Linked DNA regions of Mus musculus: region 1 is linked to region 2. Evidence: chromatin contacts called from public promoter capture Hi-C data. All regions are on one chromosome and are shown on one strand. Each heading gives the region's core, a stretch centred on a gene start, on an enhancer-like site or on the middle of the called end of the contact. The rest is flanking DNA. Distances are from core to core; before and after follow the strand shown.

The links. Promoter capture Hi-C pulls out the DNA fragments that hold promoters and counts their contacts.
Region 1: a contact with region 2 is called in a promoter capture Hi-C map of embryonic stem cells. The contact joins the promoter of Cenpt here to the promoter of Plekhg4 in region 2. A contact is called at or near these places in 3 of 39 promoter capture datasets (cranial neural crest, embryonic stem cells and neural stem cells), 2 of 115 datasets of contacts at active chromatin or transcription factors (bone marrow-derived macrophages and embryonic stem cells) and 1 of 9 other capture datasets (adipose tissue).

Annotation. Positions count from the first base shown.
Region 1 is chr8:105,850,679-105,855,764 of GRCm38.p6, reverse strand. It overlaps Cenpt (centromere protein T), which reads left to right and starts at 3,757. Exons shown (of 13, transcript NM_177150.2): 1 at 3,757-3,894. The coding sequence starts at 3,782. It overlaps Thap11 (THAP domain containing 11), which reads right to left and starts at 662. Exons shown (of 1, transcript NM_021513.2): 1 at 1-662. The coding sequence starts at 404.
Region 2 is chr8:105,371,555-105,376,100 of GRCm38.p6, reverse strand. Plekhg4 (pleckstrin homology domain containing, family G (with RhoGef domain) member 4) reads right to left here and starts at 2,829. Exons shown (of 23, transcript NM_001364406.1): 1 at 2,239-2,829; 2 at 1,202-1,348; 3 at 246-637; 4 at 1-85. The coding sequence starts at 2,282.

The sequences.
Region 1 (5,086 bases), core at 2,508-5,007, 480 kb before region 2:
TGGGTGGTCTGGGCAGTGGAGGAGGACGGAGACGGCTGCTGCTGTTGCAGCTGCTGCTGTTGCTGCTGCTGCTGTTGTTGTTGCTGCTGCTGCTGCCTACGGCGGGCTGCCGCAGCTCCCGCAGGTCTCCGAGCTACTTTGCGCTCATTGACGCCACGCAGCGGGAAAATGGTGGGAACGCGCACCGTGTAGGTCTTGCGGCCGCCCTGAAAGTGGACGCTGCAGAGACGGTGGCCGGTGGTGGGTTGGAAGGTGGAGAAGCACCCACTGACGCCAGCACGGGACACGTTCTTGAGCCAGAGGCGCCGCAACTCAGCGTCCTTGGGAAACGTGTAGAAGTGCAGCGCCTTGTCCCGGTGTGAATTGTTGTAGCAGCCCGGAACGCAGCACGTAAAGCCAGGCATGGCTGCGACGCGCGGCCCGGCCCACCGGCCTCTCGAGCTCTTCGACGGCCGGGTCTGGCCCCTGTCTCAGCTCCTCGACGGGCGGCGCCGCGCGAGGCTCTCAGAGGCCTCTCACTATTGCCGCCCGGCGCAGTCGTCCCGGGCCGAGGCCCCGTGCCCAGAATATGGTTGCGGACCGCCCGCGCCGCGCTACCCACCCGGCCGTCCGCCTGCGCTTCGGAGTCGGCCCGGGGGACGCCGCGAAGGACCGCCTGGAAAGGAGGACTACGCCCCCCACAATGCACTGCGCCAGAAGCCTCTCACTTCCGGGATGGGGCGGGCTTATTCCGGCGGCTTTCCTGGACACCGCGATATCCTGTTCAGAGTCGATTATTTTCCAGATGAAGCTCGTCCTAAGCGAAAGGTAAAAATGTATTCGAATGGAACGTTATGGCATGGGCTACCCTTCACAAGGATCCGGAATCCTGATGGTACCGGGCGCGTGCCTGGTGAGCGCAAGCGCTCTGGGTATAAGAACACAAAGACTACAAGTTCCATGATGCCTCAGAAGAACGTTTTGGTGCGGCCGCGGGCTGCAGCGCCTCCTAAAGGAGAGGTGGAGTTCCTGCAGACCAGGATTTGAATGAGGTTCTGCAGCTTGCTATAAAAAACACCCCACCCCACCCCACCCCCGACCCCCAGTACCTTGGAGTGGACTGCATTCTTTAGCCTAGAGGAAACCCGAGTCCTCCCAGAAGAACTTCTGGAGTCAATTTCTTATATTGGGAGCACTCTCCCGACTCTCAGCTACCTCTTACATGGATGGACTCACTGACCTAAACCATGTCCCTACTAGCTGCTTACAATGTGCCAGACAGTGAAGGGAAAACACATTCAAGGCAATTGGTGGCACACGCCATTAATCCCAGCACTTAGGAGGCAGAGGCGGAGGCAGATTTCTGAGTTCGCGGCCAGCCTGGTCTAAAGAGTGAGTTCCAGGACAGCCAGGGCTACACAGAGAAACCCTGTCTCGAAAAAAAAACAAAAAACAAAAACCAACCAAACAAACCAATATATAAATATCGTATAATATTTTTCACATTTATTAATTTTAAAAACATTCAAAGTAATGGGAGATATGTTTATACATATATCATGTGTGAGAGTGGGGGAGTAATGTTTGCATTTATGCATGTTCATATGTGTGCCAGTGAGTGTCAATTTCTGGGTATCATTCATTCCTCAAGGCCCTTGGCCTTTTCTTTTTTCTTTTTTTTTTTTTTTTTTTGAGACAGGATTTCTCTGTGTAGCCCTGGCTGTCCTGGAACTCACTCTGTAGACCAGGCTGGCCTCGAACTCAGAAATCCACCTGCCTCTGCCTCCCAAGTGCTGGGATTAAAGGCGTATGCCACCACGCCGGCTGGCCTTTTCATTTTAGGCTGGCTGGCCAGTTAGCTGCAGGGATGCACCTCTAGCACTGCCATTATAGGCATGGGACACAATGCTTGGTATTTTTTTTATTTATTTATTTTTGGTTTTTCAAGACAGGTTTTCTCTGTGTAGTCCTTGCTGTCCTGAAACTCCCTCTATAGACCAAGCTGGCCTCGAACTCAGAAATCAGCCTGCCTCTGCCTCCTAAGTGCTGGGATTAAAGGCCTGTGCCACCACTGCCCTGCTCATGCCTGGCTTTTTAACTTGTGAGGAAGAATCACATTGATTCAAACCCACAAAGCATTAAAGAAGATACTCAATTTGACTCTACCTTCAGTACATAAATAGCCTTTAACATACTCATGGACATTCAAATAATATCTAGTAAGTTGAAAGTAGGGACTGTGCCTGGTCTTCAGCACCAAAAGCAAACAAAGTGCGCAATTTCTCCCCAGCACTGTCTTACCTATCCTCTGGACTTGGCATCTCTAGTGAAAAGCAAGAATCATATTGCATGTCTCTGCTTCTAATCTTGGGTCCTCTACATCTGTTTCCCTTGTGACTGCCAAAGAAAATCTGACAAGCCATGGGTCGCTCAAGGGGGCTGGAGAAATGGCTCAGGGTTTAAGAACACTGACTGCTCTCTGGAAGGTTCTGAGTTCAAATCCCAGCAACCACAGGCATGAATCACAAGTTCAAGGTCATCATCTGCTGCGTGGAAAGTCTGAGGCAAGTCTGAACTACATACAACCTGTCTCAAAACAAAACAACAGTCGGGCGGTGGGGCACACGCCTTTAATCCCAGCACTTGGGAAGCAGAGGTAGGCAGATTTCTGAGTTCGAGGCCAGCCTGGTCTACAGAGTGAGTTCCAGGACAGCCAGGGCAATACAGAGAAACCCTGTCTCAAAAAAAACAAAAAACAAAACAAAAACAAAAAAAAAACCCAAAACCTGTCTCAAAAAACCAAACCAAAAACAACAACAACAACGAAAAAAAAAAAGCAACAAAAAACCCAAACCAAAACAAAACCCAAACAAAACAACAACAAAACCCAAGACTTCTAAAGAAAATAAAAATTTAAACGGGGTGCAATAGAAAACACCTGTATTCTCGCTCACCTGCTCTTGCTTCTACTCCCCCCCCCATTGCCCTCCTCCCTCTCTCCAGGTGCCCATGGGCGACCTCTACTCCTCTATTCTCTCTGCCTCTATGTCTACTCCCTCATCTCCCCTTCCCATGCCCTGAATAAATCCTGTTCTATACTAACAAACAAAAAGAACGGAAGGAAGGAAGAAAACACCTGTAACGCAATCAAACAGAAGTGGAAGCAGGAGGCTTAGAAGTTCAAGGTCATCTTGGACTACCTAGGGATTTTGAGGTCAGCTTGGGCTACACACCACGCTGTTTCAAAAACAAAAAGTATATACGCACGTGCGCGCACATGAAATTATCAAAATCTACCATAGTGGCCTACATCTGCCATCGGAGTATTCCTATGGTAAAGGCAAGAGGGCTGTCCAGAGAGGTTGACCCTACATGTATGTCTGGTGTCTGAAGAGACCAGAGGAGGACATTTGATGCCCGGACACTGGTGTTTCTGGCAGTCATGACCTTTCCTTACGGGTTCAGGTTCTATACAAGAGCAGCAAGTAGGCCTTGCCGCTGAGCCATACTTCTAGTCCCCTAGTTCTTTAAGATTATTATAAGCCTTTAAAAAAAAAAACTTTTTTTTTTTTTTTAAATGAAGAAACCATGAAGTCTTAACTGGTTGCATGCTTTCCCCTCAGGGTTAACATGAGACCGCCTCCAAAATCAATTTACAATCACATCAGACCCGGTTCCCCAGCTGTTGGACTACAGTTCCCGTGGGGCCATGTGGCAGCATCGCGAGACTTGACTCAAAATAGGCGGTGGGAACGCGGTGCTCGCTGCTGCTTGAGCAGTTAGGAGGGGTGGGGTCCTGAACATGGCGGACCTCAGCTTTTCTGACGGCGATCCTACTGTACGCACGCTTTTGCGGCGCGTGCTGGAGACGGCGGATTCGCGCACTCCGATGAGACGCCGGAGCACTCGGATCAAGTACGTAAGAGTGTTGCGGTGAGCAACTGGAATGAATGGACAGTGGTGTCTGCGTCTGGAAAGGAAAACCGCGTCTCAGAGTACAGTCTGAGATGCTGAGATCAGACTCGGGGTTCCTAATCAAATTGAACTCAGCTGTGCGGTTTTGTACTCTCACCGTATGCCCCAGGGTGAGACCGCAGAGTCTCACTCACAACGGTGCTGGATCTCTAGGAGCAGAGGGCAAGGCTCTGTGTTTTCTAGCCTGTTTCACTCACCCCCCTCCCAGGCCAAGGTTGTCGTGACATCTACCCCTGCTTCTAGGTGACTTCACCTTTCACAACACACACAGTCCTACTCTCTGAGGCTCCCATGGCAGGTCGGGGGGCAGGAACTGGAAAGATGCTTTGCTTTCTTTCTTTTCTTTCTCTTTCTTTCTTTCTTTCTTTCTTTCTTTCTTTCTTCTTCTTGCTTTGCTTTTTTTCTTTTCTTTTTCTTTCTTCTTCTTCATGCTTTGCTTTCTTTTTTCTCTCTTCTTCTTCATGCTTTGCTTTCCTTTTTTCTTTCTTCTTCTTGATGCTTTGCTTTCTTTTTTCTTTCTTCTTTTCTTCTTCTTTCTTCTTTCTTCTTCTTTCTTCTTCTTCTTCTTCTTCTTCTTCTTCCTTCTTCTTCCTTCTTCTTCCTTCTTCTTCTTCTTCTTCTTCTTCTTCTTCTTCCTTCTTCCTTTTTCTTCTTCTTCTTCTTCTTCTTCCTTCTTCTTTCTTCTTTCTTCTGTTTTTGTTTTTTCGGTTTTCGAGACAGGGTTCCTCTGTGTAGTCCTGACTTTGGGGAGTGAAGCTTAAGGAGGGTTGTGAGCAGAAGGTACCGAAGTTGGCTTCCACCAGTCTGGAAGAATGCCCTTCTTTCCAAGTGGAGACTCGTTCATGATAAGGTGTTTTCTTTTATTCTCCAAAGTATTAGTGGTTGATCCTAGGATCTTATGCCTGCTAATTAAGCACCCTACCATTGTGCGTCATCTCCAGCCCTTTCCCTATTTCTTTGCCACAGGATCTCAAGAAGTTGCCTGGGCGTGGCTTGAAACTAGCCCAGACAGGCTTTGGACTCCCCATCCTCTTTCCCTAACCTCCCTGGTCGCTGGGATTAACATGTTGGTCCCACCGGGCCCTTGTTAATTCATGATGGGGCATTATGTATTTATTTACTGTCGGTGTTT
Region 2 (4,546 bases), core at 1,580-4,079:
GCCATGCCACTGGCCAGTAGCTCCCAGGCGAGGTCTCGAGCTAGGAGACAGTCAGCAGGCTTAGGGAAGCTGGATCCACTAGGGTCTTGGGAAGAGAAATGGCTTGGGTCTGAATCGGGCCATTCGCCCAGAGACACTGTCCACAGACTAGGGCTTCAGACAGAGGAGGGTCAGAGACCTCCCAACTGTCAATGCCCACCTCCAGAGAGCCCCATTCCCTCCCCAGACTTCCCAGCCTCCCTTACCTGCCTCCAGTAGCTTTGGTGATGTCTCTGATAAAGGGCTACAGCCAGCTGGCAGCGTTCTGCCTGGACCTGGGTCCCCTATCAAGCCTTCCCCTCGATAGTCATTGTCACCCTGTGTCAGGTTAAGGTGAGAGGACCCAGAACACAAGAGGTTTTCCAATTCAGAGAAGGCTGGCTCCTCTGACTGGGTTGGGGGGGCTCCTATTATGCTCCTCTGGTAGCCCCGTGGCCCATCCTCAGCCCTTTGTTCCGGAAGCGATTGAGGCTCCTTGGCCAAGAAATCCCCCTGTAGCCCTACGCCTTGGGTTGCCCCTGCTGCTGGTCTTGAAGGTCTTGGGTCCATAGCCTGTATCTCGTGAGCAGGTTCCTCCTCCTTCCGGGTGTTCCTGAAACTGCACACAGCAAATCTCTTCCCATCTGCAACATGGCCCTGGGAGTCTGGGGACACATCCCCACACTCAAGAGGCCCTTCCATCACTCCCTGGTAAGAGTGGGTCTGCTCTGGACAAGTGGATAACGGGTTGGACTTTGACGTGAAAGGAAACTTCAGCTCATCCAGGAACTGGTTTGAAAATGGTGGGGCAAGACTCCGCGGTTAGGAGGAAGTGCTAGGCTGGGTACCAGGTCCCCTGAAAGTAAAAGTAAAGTAGTCCAGCCTGGTGTGCTGGTGAGGGAAGAAACAGGGTCTCCTTTGGGCCTAAGACTGGCTTACGCTTCCGTGAACCACTACTGGGTGGCCATACCTTCGGGCACACCTTCACGACAGGCTTAGCCGGCTCACGCGCAGCTCTCCGCTCTAGCCCACCCTGCCAGGCCTTGGCCTAGGCGCCTGTCCCAGTGCTCCCGGCCCCACACGGGTCACCCGCACACTCACACCCCTGGGACGTGCAGTGGGGAACTCTGAAGCCGGGAGGCTACACCACCAGAGCCGTCGAACTAACGAAGAACAAACGCACCGCAGCCTCGAGGATGGGTACAGCGAGGCTGCCCAGATTCCAAGGGCGCCACCTTCTGGTGGCTCGAAGGGCCGCAAGGCCGCTGTGGACGCGGCGCTCTCTAGGGGCTGGAGGACCGAATCACAGGTTCTTCCGGAAGGCGCCGCTCTGCAAGGCCGAGGGTGCGGAGGAGAGCTGGGACCACGCCTACTGCCCCCTGCCTAGAGCATCCGCGCCCGCCGGCCGCTGGGTTCCTACTCTCAGTGCCTCGGAGACTTGGCGAGCCCTCCCTTGACTTCTCATTCTGCCGACCCCGGCAACATTCATTCCACTGTGCTCACTGTGCTCAGAGCTGGAACTGTCTGAAAGGGTGAGTGAGCCGTGGCTCTGCCGATGGAAAGAAGGCTCTTGCACGAAGCAAAGGACGCCCTTGTGGGAGGAGGGCAAGGCTCCTTTACCATTCCCGTGATGGGACATGGGAATACTTGCCCAGCTTCCATGTACAAGATGAGGACCACTCAAGCCCTCGTGGTCCTCAGAGCTGTCCCACCACCCACCACCACACACTCACACACACACACATGTGAGTCCATGATTAGGGGCCGTCTCCAGAGAGACTCCCTATGCCCTGGTAGCTGCGTGTGGATAATCTTCACGGATAGTGGGAGGGACCACCACTCCTCTGTAGCCTGAATCTCCCCTTCAGGTTCTCAGGCCCACCCACCACGGAACAGGTTGGATGGGCTGTGAGGTGTAACTCAGTAGCAGAGCCCTTGCCTGACTTGTGTGAGCCCCCAGGTTTAATTAATAAAACAAACAACAAAAAGACAGAGAAATAAATTAGAGATAAACGGTGACATCCCATGACTTGTTAAACCCGGAAGGTGAAGAGGGTAGGTAGCTATGTCTCTGGGTGGGAATTGACCCAGGCCTGCCAACATACATAAGGCTCAAACCCTCATTCCCTGAGTTCTTTTTCCCTATCCACAGAAAAGGGTGGCTAAGAAAGCTGGTGCCCTGGGGCCAGAGACCAGCTGAGATCTGGTTCCATCACTCACCTCTTGTGGGCTGTTCCAGGGACCCTTTTCTCTTTGCACCTCATCTTCCTCTCCTGTAAGACAAGAAAAGCATTCTTTTCTCCTGGGGTTGCCCGATGGACCAGGGAAATCCTGATGGATGGATCAGATATCTGTGTTCATGCCCTGCCTTCCCACTTCACCCTTCGTTAGGGAATCTTGAACTGATGAAAGACACTGGGATAGCTGGGAGACCCCTACTCGTTCTTAACTCTAAAGTCTGGGGTCCTTTTGGAGGAAGTGGGCCTGGCCTAACACTCTTGAATTTGTGGAAAGATCATAAGAAAAAGGTTATCTGTGCAACCAGACAAAGGCATGTAGCCCCCACACCATGGCCTTGGTCCCTGGGAGGAGAGGACACTGGACATAATGCCTTCCCTGGCTCTAAGTCAGGCGATTCCTTCATGAATCTAGTTATCAGCTGCAGCCATGGTAGAAACAACAGGCGTCCCCACCCATCTCTGACTCTAAGGCAGATTCTGAAGAGCAAGGGGCAAGGCTGGCCTTGGAGTTGTCCTTCTCCAGCCCCAGCTCCTAGGCATGTCTTCCATCTCTCCTTCCTCTAGCTTCAGTGAGCATCAGGTCCAGTCTTGGCTTCTGTCCTTGGTTCTTGTCCCAGGCCACCCCCACTGAGTCATTGCCCCTCCCTCCCTCTCTCCTTCCCTCCCTCCTGCTTCTGAGGCTCACCTCCACCCACTAGCCAGGCCCCCAGGAGCTGTAAGAAGATGGACTTCCCGGGAGGAACATAACCCTTCCCAGGGATGAAGCAAATAAGAGGCATCAGGTCTCAGGCCCTAACTGACCCAGGCCCTCTGAACACAGCAGGCGGTTGGGGGAGCGCAGGCACGCGTGCTGAGACAGAGGCAGAACTAGGCTGTGGTTTTCTCACTCCACACAGAATGTGCCCTGTAAGCAGGCAGACTGAATATTGTCCACTTTGATATTTCGAGCTCTGTATGTCAGGCCTGGCACAGAATAAATATTTAGGGGTATCTAAGACTAGTCACACCGCCCCTCCCGTCCTGAACTCTTCCCACGTGGGTGACGTGGAAACCAAGGTTAGAGAAAATGACTGACAGACAGACTCAGACAGAAGAGGCAGAGAGCTGTGAGGCACACGTATCTGGGATGGGAAAGGCATGGAACAGCAACAGGGACAGACACTGGCCCAGTGCGGGACAGTGGGGGGCTAGGCCTGGAGCCAACCTGGGGTGGCTGACCACAGCGGGCTTCCAGAGCTGAGCTTGCAAGTCTGAACAGTGACTCACGAAGGCCATCTCTGGTTCTGCTGGTTGCTGAATCTACTCAGAGAAGTCTTTTCCACTGAGATTGTAGAATGTGGACAGCCCCCCCCCCCACTCCGCCCTCCCCCCTCCCCAGCCCTCCCTACCTCTCTTTTCTTGACAACATCCATCCATAAGGAAAGAAAAGGGAAGAAAAGAAAAGAAAAGGCGACTCCTTAGCTTTGGAGATCTGGGGATACATTCCCTTAAGTCTGTGTATGACTTAAGTCCCTTAAGCCAGGACCACTGTAATCAGCAAAGCAACTGATTTCTCAAACCTCCCAGACCCCTCTCATCTTTGACCCAAATAAACCCAGGCTCCTGGGAGTGGCATTCAAGGCCACCAGGGGCATCACAGCCTTTTCTCTTAGGTCCCAGACTGCATGGGGAAACAGAGCTGACTAAAACCCTGTTGTCTCAGACCACCTTCTTTGACGTAGAACGGCCCTCATTGTGACCAAAGAGTGCATGCCTCTAATCTAGGGCTTGAGATGAAAGGGCTGGACGATACACAAGTTCAAGGCTAGCCAGGTCTAAAAAAAAGGGGAAAAAAAAAGTTCCAGACAAGACAGAGCTTCATAACAAGATCCTGTTGTTTTTTTAAGATGGAGGGAAGCTAGGGAGATAGCTTTGTGGATAGCATAAGGCCCTGTGTTTGATTCTCAGAACACTTTTTTTTTTTTAAGCTAAACATGCTGGCACACTTGTAATCCTAGCACTGGGGAGGCAGAGGCAGGCAGATCCTGGGCTAGCCAGCCCAGCCTAAATAGCAAGCTCTAGGCCTATGACATCTGGATCCCCCCTCTCCATTCATTCCAGGTAAGATAACCACCCTGTCATTTTTGTCCAATCAAGTGGCCAAACTTTTTTTTTTTTTTTTTGGTTTTTCGAGACAGGGTTCCTCTGTATAGCTCTGGCTATCCTGGAACTCACTTTGTAGACCAGGCTGGCCTTGAACTCAGAAATCTGCCTGCCTCTGCCTCCTAAGTGCTGGGATCAAAGGCGAG